2 separate regions of the Mus musculus genome follow, and region 1 is linked to region 2. A link is a contact called in public HiChIP or PLAC-seq data. All regions are on one chromosome and are shown on one strand. Each heading gives the region's core, a stretch centred on a gene start, on an enhancer-like site or on the middle of the called end of the contact. The rest is flanking DNA. Distances are from core to core; before and after follow the strand shown. Region 1 has its middle 4.2 kb from the start of Heatr5a. Region 2 overlaps Gm34894 (a long non-coding RNA gene).

Evidence for each region. HiChIP or PLAC-seq counts read pairs in DNA pulled down with a chosen protein or histone mark.
Region 1: a contact with region 2 is called in a BATF HiChIP or PLAC-seq map of CD8 T cells, with 7 read pairs. The contact joins two enhancer-like sites. A contact is called at or near these places in 6 of 39 promoter capture datasets (the C10 cell line, the HPC-7 cell line, cranial neural crest and 3 more), 1 of 15 datasets of contacts at CTCF or cohesin (the NIH/3T3 cell line), 2 of 484 Hi-C or Micro-C datasets (Sertoli cells and nephron progenitors), 8 of 115 datasets of contacts at active chromatin or transcription factors (CD8 T cells, the HPC-7 cell line, effector CD8 T cells and 5 more) and 3 of 9 other capture datasets (adipose tissue, liver and pancreatic islet).

What each region holds. Positions count from the first base shown.
Region 1 is chr12:51,973,066-51,977,998 of GRCm38.p6, reverse strand. No RefSeq gene overlaps it. Among named protein-coding and RNA genes, the nearest start is that of Heatr5a, 4.2 kb to the right of the region's middle. Within about 2 kb of position 1,263, at least 34 of the 459 cell types and tissues checked have an H3K27ac peak or open chromatin away from gene starts, as enhancers often do. A contact at or near this core is called in CD8 T cells and effector CD8 T cells, where this site is marked.
Region 2 is chr12:51,843,497-51,848,849 of GRCm38.p6, reverse strand. It overlaps Gm34894 (a long non-coding RNA gene), which reads left to right. Exons shown (of 3, transcript XR_381584.4): 2 at 3,689-5,353. Among named protein-coding and RNA genes, the nearest start is that of Gm34894, 5.7 kb to the left of the region's middle. Within about 2 kb of position 3,374, at least 392 of the 459 cell types and tissues checked have an H3K27ac peak or open chromatin away from gene starts, as enhancers often do. A contact at or near this core is called in CD8 T cells and effector CD8 T cells, where this site is marked.

The sequences.
Region 1 (4,933 bases), core at 14-2,513, 130 kb before region 2:
CCTGATGACTCAGGGCCTACACATTAGTGTGACCATATTTCATGAGCAACTTCACTTCTAGCTATTGTTCATACTGGCCAGTTAAATATTTGCACCCAGATTCAGTTCTTTTCCCTGATTTGTTAGGAACGAAGGAGTTTGAACTATAAATTCATTTTTTCTCCACTTCAGGAATAATGAGAACCAAAGAAGGTAATGGGAGATGTATATTCATTAAAAAACAGTAACTTTTAAACCATTGGGTTTTGCTTGTTTGTTTTGTTTTTTGAAACAGGGTCTTTCTATGTAGTCTGGCTATTCTGGAATTTGCTATGTAGACCAGGGTGGCCTCCAACTCAGGGATTTTCCTGCCTCTGCCTCCTGAGTGCTGGGGTCAAAGGTGTGCACCACAATGACTGTCCTGTATTTTTACAATTTTTATTTAGAAAGAGAGAGTATACATATGCATGATGGTATGTGTGGATGTGAATATGGGCACAGTGGATGTATGGAGGTCAAAGGGCAGCTTTCAGAAGTCTGTTCTCTCACTCCTTTTACTGTGGGTTGAAGAGTTTAACTCAAATGGTCAGGCCAGCACAGCAAATGCTTTGACTTGCTGAGCTAGCTCACTGGCCCTGAAACATAAGATTTATTGTAATTATGAGAAAAACAGAGAGAGAGAGAGAGAGAGAGAGAGAGAGAGAGAGAGAGAGAACATTCCTAAATCACAAGATTTTGAGAGTAATATTTATATACTTTTTCTTTGCATTTGATAACTCAGGAAAAATAAAATTAATGTGGGACCTATACTAAGTTCAGTTTTTGAGCTAGACAAAATCAATAACCTTAATTTGTTAATTTTATTATGAATTATTTGAGCCTTATATTATTTAGTGTGTTATTCCATCATTTTTGGTGTTTAAGTGGATGGCCCTCTGTCATGAGTTTCATATCCACATACGTCTTCAGTTAGTAAGTAAGATTTTTCTGGGGTGCCTTCTCTACTACTTATAAAGAATGAAGCCTCCCGAATGAAAACACTGATTTATTTTTATGCTATCTATCTCTAGGTAAACCCAGTTTGCCTGAGGTGTTTGTTTGCTGCCCAAATAGAGCGTTTGCATGGCCTTCAATACCAGCGGCCTCCTCCGTTCCAGCCCCCTCCCCACCCCACCCCCAACCTTAGTCTGTTCCCTGGGTTCTGGCTTGTGTTTAGAACAGAGTCACAAGTGTTTTCACCTTGGTGGATGAACTCTGTGACGAAGTTGGCACAGGGTGGTGCTTCCTGTGGTTTGCATCGGGAACTTTGTGGCAGGAACAAACTGATGAGCAGACCAAGGACTGTTTTCTGATTCCTCTCAGCCCCACTTTGGCGACTTCCCACAGACACCAACCTTTCCCTATAGTCTGCTCTGGATCCCGTTAACAGATTGCTTTCTCTGGCCGCTGTAGGTATCTCTCCGCCAGGTCCTCCTCTCACTGCTGGAACGTTCCACCTTGCTGCGTGCCCTTTCAGGGTCACTTCCTCCCCATCTTCCATGCCAAAGACCAGAGCGCTCTTCTCCCACACTTAAGGCATCTTTCCACTAGCTTCTCGAAATCTCTCTCCTGGTTTCTGGTTTTGTAAGCTTCACGTGAAACCTGGTGCCTTACTAGTTTTGTGGGGACTGGAGGAAGCCCTGCGTGAGTGTTCTAAGTACGTGTGCATCCTTGGCACAGGCACAGACATGTTGAGTACTCTAAGGCCTCAGAGCCATGTGAAATTGGCAAAGTCATTACCCATAGAGCCATATGGCCCAGGCTCAGGAAAAATAGCAACACATCCCCAGATTCCAACGATTGATCGCTATGTGTAAAGGCTGGCAGTCGACCTTCCTCTTCCTGGATTTTTATAGCCTGAGACTATCCTGAGCTGGAACTAGACCGTGTATGAACCAGCAAACCCTCTGCTGTATTTAATAAACACACTGCTCAGACCCCACCTGACCCCAGCTTCACTGTGTCAATGTGTCTGTCTTGTCTGCATTCCCTCTCCAACCCTGGCCAGGCTTCCAGAACCCAAGCCTCAAGGGTCATGGCAGAGTTCCTTTCTGTTGCTTTCACATAAATATCTTAATAAAAAGACAACTTAGGGGGAGAAGGGCTTATTTTAGCTCACAGATCAGGAAGCAGAAACTTGAAACAGCTCGTCTTATTTACAGTCTCTAGCAGGGAGAAAATGCTTGTGGGCTTGCATGCCTACTGCTCAACTAATGTTCTCCACTTGTATACAACCTGGGACCCAGGGTATTGTGCGACCCACAACGGGCTGGGCCTTCTGACATCAATTAACATGTGATCAAATTAATCCCCCACAGACAAGCTCATAGGCCAACCTGACTTAGGCAATCCCTCATTGAGACTGTCTTCCCAGGTAATGCTAGATTGTGTCAAGATAACAAAACTAACCATTATACCAGGTATAAAGTATACCATTATACCTTGTTGGAGGAGGTGTGGCCTTGTAAAAATCATATCTGATTAAAGAGTCATTTTGAAGTGTGCTTCAGTCTTTATCAATTATGTATGTCTATAATAGAAAATTAAGGCTCCCCCCAATGTGTTGATGATAAAAATTAACTTTTTTTTTCCTTTCCTGTCAGGCTTATGTGATTAAGTGCTAGCAACATTATACCCGTACAATATTGTTTATAAACTAACAGCAATGAAATAACTAGGAATGCAAAGTTGATATGCCATTTGCATATCACAGTTTACAGCTATCTGTTGGAAGAAAGACAACTAACTGGAAATAATTGTTGTGTAGAGGTAGTAGGATTATGTTTAAGTTGTTGTTATTTTAAAACATGATTCCATGCCTATAAAGTATTCACAGTTAAAAAACTTTTAGTTAAAGGTTTGGTTTTTTTTTTTTTTTTTTTTTATGTGTACGAATGTTTTGCCTGTGTGTATGCACACTATGTATATGCCCGGTGCCTTTGGAGATCAGAAGAAGGCATTGGATACCCTGGCACTGGGGTTACACATGGTTATGAGCCACCATGTGGGTGCTGAGAATGAAACATGGGTCCTCTCTAAAAGTAGTCAGTGTCTATCTTAGTTAGGGTTTTATTGCTGTGAAGAGACACCATGACCAAGGCAACACTTATAAAGGCAAACACTTAATTGAGGCTGGCTTTTAGTTTCAGAGGTTCAGTCCATTTTTATCATGGTGGGAAACATGGCAGCATGCAGGGAGACATGGTGCTGGAGAAACAGAGAGTTCTACATCTTGATCTGAAGGCAGCCAGAAGACTTATGTCTTGTGCAGACAGCGAGGAGGAAGCTCTCTTTCCAAACTGGGTGGAGATTGAGCATAGAGACTTCAAAGCCCACCCTTACAGTGACATACCTCCTGCCACACCCCCTCCAGCAAGGTCACACATCTTCCAAAAAGGCCACACCTCCTCCAATAAGGCCACACCTCCTCCAACAAGGCCATGCCTCCTAATGTGCCACTCCCCATGGGCCAAGCATTCCAGCACAGGAGTTTATAGGGGCCAAACCTATTCAAATCACCACAGTGTTCTTAACTACTGAACTGTTTCTCCAGCCCCATAAAGCTTTTTAATTTTTTTTCAATTTTCTTTTTTAAGATTTAATATGAGTACACTATAGCTGTCTTCAGGCACACCAGAAGAGGGCATCAGATCCCATTACAGATGGTTGTGCGCCACCATGTGGTTACTGGAAATTGAACTCAGGACCTCTGGAAGAGCAGTCAGTATTCTTAACCACTGATCTGTCTCTCCAGCCCCCCACCCCCAATAACGCTTTTACAAAGTGGTCCTTAGTGTAGAACAAAATCAGAAACTTTATGTGTGTGTACTCAATTTCTTTATCTAATTAGAGACTGAAGGTTTCAAAAGAACTTTAGTGCCCTTAGGATCAAATAGGAATGTAACTGTGGTCATTTCCTGTGTAAAATACTGTTAAATGTATTGTGGCAATATCTACCTTTGCTGTGTATGCATATGTAGAGGTACTTTTGAGTTTAACTGCCTCCTTTGAGATTAAACAGCTCAGACTTATCCACTCACCATCATGGGTCAACATCCATGTTGATGTGTTTAAACACCTCTTTGAATATTTATAATGGTGCTTTGCCTATTGAGAGAATCCTACCCAAGGCTTTACATTCTTTTTTTTTTTTTTTTAAATTTGATGTGTATGTTTTGTCACAGTTTTTTTTTTTTTTAAGGTTTATTTATTTATTACATGTAAGTACACTGTAGCTGTCTTCAGACCCTCCAGAAGAGGGAGTCAGATCTCATTACGGATGGTTGTGAGCCACCATGTGGTTGCTGGGATTTGAACTTCGGACCTTCGGAAGAGCAGTCGGGTGCTCTTACCCACTGAGCCATCTCACCAGCCCCCAAGGCTTTACATTCTTATTGAGAATCTATACAGTTAGAGAAAGACCTCTAACTGTATGCATGTGCGTGCACACCAACAGGCGCCATGGGTATGGATATATAAATATTTTCTAGCTGCATTCCTTAGCCAGCGTGGGCAGTAATGCTACAGCAAACAAACCTAGTGCTGCAAAATATACTTAATCCATTAAAAGGAGCCAAGGCTTCCCAAGTAACAGCTGCCTTCACCCTGGGGCAAGGTGAGCCTGAGAAATCTTAATTATGCCACACCGTAAAGGTGCGTCAAGAATTGGGAGATACGTCTAAAGGACACAGAATCTGGATGGTGGGTAGAGAGTACACGTAGTCTTTACAATGTGTTATATCTTTTTAAATGTTTAGTATTAGAATGTTGGGAAATAACTCGAAACACAAAGACACAGAAGCCAAGAATGAATGAATGAATCTCCGACTGAGGAAACTTAGAATTTGATCATCAAAAGAGATGAAAGGGATGGAGACATAGCTCTATGCTGCTCAGGCAGAGGACCTTGGTTCAA
Region 2 (5,353 bases), core at 2,125-4,624:
AGATTTCTGAGTTTGGGGCTAGCCTGCTCTACAAAGTGAGCTCCAGGACAGTCAGGGCTACACAGAGAAACCCTGTCTCGAAAAAAAAAAAAGAATTATTATTATTAATGTGTGTGGTGGGGATACGTATATGCCTTAGCACGTGTCTCAGGTCAGAGAACAACTTTTGGGAGCCTTTCCTTTCACTATGAGTTCTAGAGACTGAATGAGGTTGGCAAAGTTGCTGTATAAGTGTTTTTTACCCACTATGCCACGTGACCAGCTGATGGCTTCAAACTCTTAATATTCCTACCTTGTCCTCCCAAGTGCTGAGGGCATATCAATAGCTGACCCGGCTATTTTTAATTCAGTTTAGCTCCTGTATTTTTAGTGCCAAGATCAATCTGAACAATCTGACTTCTGGAGTCACATAAAGCTGAGACCAATTATCTTGGCGTTCATCTCAGATGTCAGCTATCAATAAGCTCTGCTAAGAGAAATGTCTATTTGTTTGCTTGTTTGTTTGTTTGGGTTTGAGTTAGGGTTTTACTTTGTTTTGTTTCTAGAAAAGGCCTCGTAGCCCAGGCAGGCCTGAAACTCCCACGTAGCAGAAGATGACTTTGAACTTCTGATGTCCCTGCCTCCACCTCCCAAGGGCTGAGACCACAGGCATGTCCGGTTTTATGTGGCGCTGGGGAATTTCTCACATGTTAGCCAGGCATTCTGCCAACTGAGTCACATTTCCAGCCCTAACCGCTGCCCATTTAAGAAGTAAGGAAATAACAATGTACAAATTTAAAAACTCAAACCAAATTCTTGGTAGAGAGAAGTGAGGCGGGTGAGAGAAACCTCACACAGGAAAACCAGACTGACACCATTCTAGGGTACAACTTCTTAGAACTAAGTCCTAATTCCTCAGTGCTGAGAACTGCCACTCCAGAGCTCACCTCTAGACTAGACAGGGGCTCCCTGGTCTGTGGGGCCACTGCCTATATAAATCTGACAAGTCCGATCATTTTTGGAGTAGAACTAGAAGCCGATGCTTCCCACAGACACCAGGAAACTAGCTGGACAAGCATGCAAGGCACTCACCGTCACTATCAAATTCTTTCTCTCTCAAGATCTATCTATCTATCTATCTATCTATCTATTTATTTATTTATTTATTTATTTTTGGTTTTTCGAGACAGAGTTTCTGTGAATAGTCCTGGCTGTCCTGGAACTCACTTTGTATGCCAGGCTGGCCTGGAACTCAGAAATCTGCCTGCCTCTGCCTCCCGCGTGCTGGGATTAAAGGCGAGCGCACGCCTGGCAAGATTTATTTTATTTCATTTTATTTTATTTTTTTTGAGACAGGGTTTCTCTATATAGCTCTGGCTGTCCTGGAACTCGCTCTGTAGACCAGGCTGGCCTCGAACTCAGAAATCCGCCTGCCTCTGCCTCCCGCGTGCTGGGATTAAAGGTGTGCGCACGCCTGGCAAGATTTATTTTTAATTATGAATAGGTATATGTATCTAAGTGTGGGTTTGTGGACATGAGTGCAGGTACTTGGGAGGAGGAGTCAGTACCTCTGGAAGTGAGTTACAGGCAGTTGTGAGCCGCTCAGTGTGGATGCTAGGAACAGAACTCAAGCCCTCGGCAGAGTCCTGTTCATTTCTAACCCGAAGCCTTCTCCCCATCAACCAGATTCTAACTGAGGGGAAACTAATACCCAGAACATTTATGTGGTAAACAAAACGTTTAGGCTGTCGGTTATCGGTGTGGAAGAAGAAGGATGTGAGGGAAAGCAAGAGGCGGACTTCCGGGTTACGAGAGATGTTTTATTTTGTGAGTTGGTGTGACCCCTCTCCTGTTTCTTTGTTATTGTTCTTGGAGCTACTCAGATATACCTTTTTGCTTGTTTGTTTTTAAGGCGGGGTCTCATGTAGCTCTGCCTAGTCTCAAAACTGCTATGTAGGCAAGGCTAACCTGGAACTCCTTCCCGTTCCTCCGACATCACCTTCTCCTTTGAAGCATGCATCAGAGCCATTCACCATCAAGCCCGGCTCCATATATTCTGTATGTTAAGTTGGGGTTTTGTCTTATTTTTCTAGACAGGGTTTCTCTGTGTAGCTTTAGCTGTCCAGGAACTCACTCTGTAGACGAGGCTGGCCTTGAACTCAGAGATCCACCTGCCAAACACTAGGATTAAAGGCATTTGCCATCACACACACACCCCAGCTTTACATAGGTTTTATATGTGTTATAAGGCACTGAACTTACAACTTTTCTTATAGGAAGCTTTATTTCAACTATGTTCATTTGGGTGTTATGTATAGAAACAGAATGAAAGCAATCTATTTGGGTGAATTATTAAAGTGAAACATTGTTGCGATTCATCATGTGAAGGTGTGTCTCTCTGTATATTCAAGTGTTAATGCTGTGCTTGCAGAGAGCTAAACATTAGCAGGATCTGGTATTGTTATTTCCTTGGCCCATCACTGGTCTCATATTTTGTAAATATTTGTTCTCCCTCACCTGCCTAAGGCAGTCTAGAATTGTATCTCATCGGCTTTAATGAAGGCCCATAGCTGAGCAGGAAGTGGAAGGTAGGAGATAGGGACGCTGGGAGAAGAGTTGGGACACAGGAGATTCAGCAGCACGTGCGGAGGTGGACTGAGAGCCCTGGCGGAAAGGTAGAACTGGCCATGGGGCAGGATGCAGGCCAGAATTAATCAGGATAGAGTCCTTGCAAGACTGCCAGCTAAGGCCTGAGCTTTAAAATATTAACAAACCTCTGACATTATTTATATAGCTGGCAGGTCTATAGAAAGTCCTGTTATAAAATATGATGAATAGAATATTATTTAAGTGCTTAAAATATGGTAAGGGAGAAAAGGCTTTTAAGTTACCAAAACAAAAGTGACAAAAACTAATAAGCATATGATGACCTCAGCCATAATAGAGCTGGTTCTTAGCAAAATGGATTTTAAACATCTCTCCTTATATTTTTCTTCTGTTGTTTTGTTTAGGTATTTGTATTTGGTTTTTGGAAATACAAATTCAAGCCAGGCAGTGATGGCGCATGTCTTTAATCCCAGCACTTGGGAGGCAGTGGCAGGCAGATTTCTGAGTTCGAGGCCAGCCTGGTCTACAGAGTGAGTTCCAGGACAGCCAGGGCTACACAGAGAAACCCTGTCTCAAAAGCCCACACCCCCCTCCAAAAAAAAGAAAGAAAGAAAAAAGAAATACAAATTCAGGTTTCAAACTCTCAGGCCTCCTGTCTCAGCCTCACAGGATACAAAGCATGGGTGACTGGCCTGATGATGTTCTTTTTAATAGTTAAACATTTTACTACCAAAGGAAAACAGACTGTTAGCTGGGTCTGGCAGAACATGCCTGTCAATGGGGGGTGGCCGCAAGACCAAGAGTTCAAGGTCATTCTCAGCTCTCAGGTACCCTGGGCTGCATGGGATGATGGATCTTGACTCAAGAAAAAGAAGAAAAATGGCTTTTACAAAAAAGCATGTTTTGGCCCCCCAATAAACCAGTATTGCCAGAAACTGCTCTGACTTCTAAGGTTTCATGCCTGAGAAAGTTTTCATGGGAAACAATAAAGGTCACAAAACAACTTTCCTTCAGATGTCCTGCCCTGTGCCGCAATGTTTGCCAAGAACTGTTTCCCCGCCTCCTGGTTCCTCTCATTGGCCCGTTGGTCTTTCCATCACAGGTGACCTCCAGTATCTTGGTCCCACATAGCTCAGGGTGAAGAGCTGAGTAATCCTGAACCTGGGGCTGCTGCCGGAACAACCTTTCACACAGTGCCCACTGCTCCCGGTTGCACAACATGTTTGACTGCGAGAGATAAACGCCAGGTTTACATTTGACTCCAGTCACCTTCGGGGCCAGCAGCCGGAGCCTGTAAACAGCACCCACTCCTTTAGAAAGGCGCGACTTTCCCAAAGTCCTGCCTTCCGAGCGCTGCGCCAGGCTGGGAGGAGGTGGACAAGGAAGGGGAGTATTCCAAAGAAAAAGGAGGCTACAAGCAAGCTCTCGACTCTGTTTAGGAAGAAAAGGAAGAGCCGAGCTGAAGCATTGGCCCTGCGGGGGGTGGGGGTGGGGCTCATTTTGTGAACTGGAATTTAAGAACTAAAACTAGTCCCCCTAACGTGTTTCTGTTTACCCATCAGAAATCAATCTCTGATTGGAGCAGGTACTTTTTCCTCCGTAAAACAGGCCAAAGAGGAAACGGAACTGTCTTAGTACTAAAATAATCTGTAATTTAATTGATGTTGCATGTTAGGCTTATTGAAGACACCACTATGAGAAGATTCTGTGCTTTGTTTTCTGACACTGAAAACTGCAGGGTGGGGGCGAGAAAAATCCCCCCACGACTTCACACAGGTTATAGGAGGAAAACTAATAGTCGAGAAGGAGGGATTTCAGTGGATTCTTTCAAGAATAAACATGTCTTACTCAGATCTTGAAGCCTGTGACTATCGAGTACATCTAAGTACATCGAGTTCCTTCTGTTGGTTGAAGCTAGGTTTGCTGCGTCTTGAGTCCAGATGGAACAATGACACTAAGACAAAGCCTTAAGCAATTTTGTTTGCTAATAAGATGTCAGACCACTAATGAAAGGGCAGCTTGCTTTGGCTTAGGAGAGCAAGCTTCCCATAGAAAGCAGCTCCTAAGTGTGAAAGAGCAATATTTGATTCCCTTCCTCCCTAGTGGTAAAAAAGATGTTTTTGAGTGGCTAGCAGAGAGGAAGAGAAGGCTAGCCGTCTACTGATAAGATAGGATCATAGGAACATTTGTTTGGTTTTGCTTTGCAGATGGGGACTGAAGCCAGGGAAGCTTGCCTGCTAGGCAAGCACGCTGTCACTGAATTATCCCTCCCCACCCCCACCCCTCCGGCCCACATAGGGAAAATTCTGTAGTCGTTAAGATCGCTGTCGGTCCAGCTGCCCTTCTCCAAGACTGAGTAAGACATTGTGAGCTCTTTAAGAAGGAGAATCACTTCATAGTTAAATTATGCTCATGGACATTACACGTGCCCGTTCATTAATATTTAGGGAACACACCGGCCTCAGCAGTTCCAAACACCTGAGTATAGACAATGCTTCTTCCAATGTGGACAGGAGTAAAACACCAAAGTTCATCTTCTGAATAATGAACCACCAGCTTCAGAGTGTAAATGCTGCCTCCTCCAGAGGCTAAGGGCCTCTCTTCCCAACCCTACTCCCCTCTATTCTCCCACTTCCTTCTCCCCTTCCCTATCCCATTTAGTTTTCATTTTTGCTCATTGTGCAGCCTGACTGCATGAAGCCCAGGCTGGCCAAGAACTTGCTTTGTAGTCAGTCCTTCCTTCTGAGCCAGCTGTGTGCTGGGACAG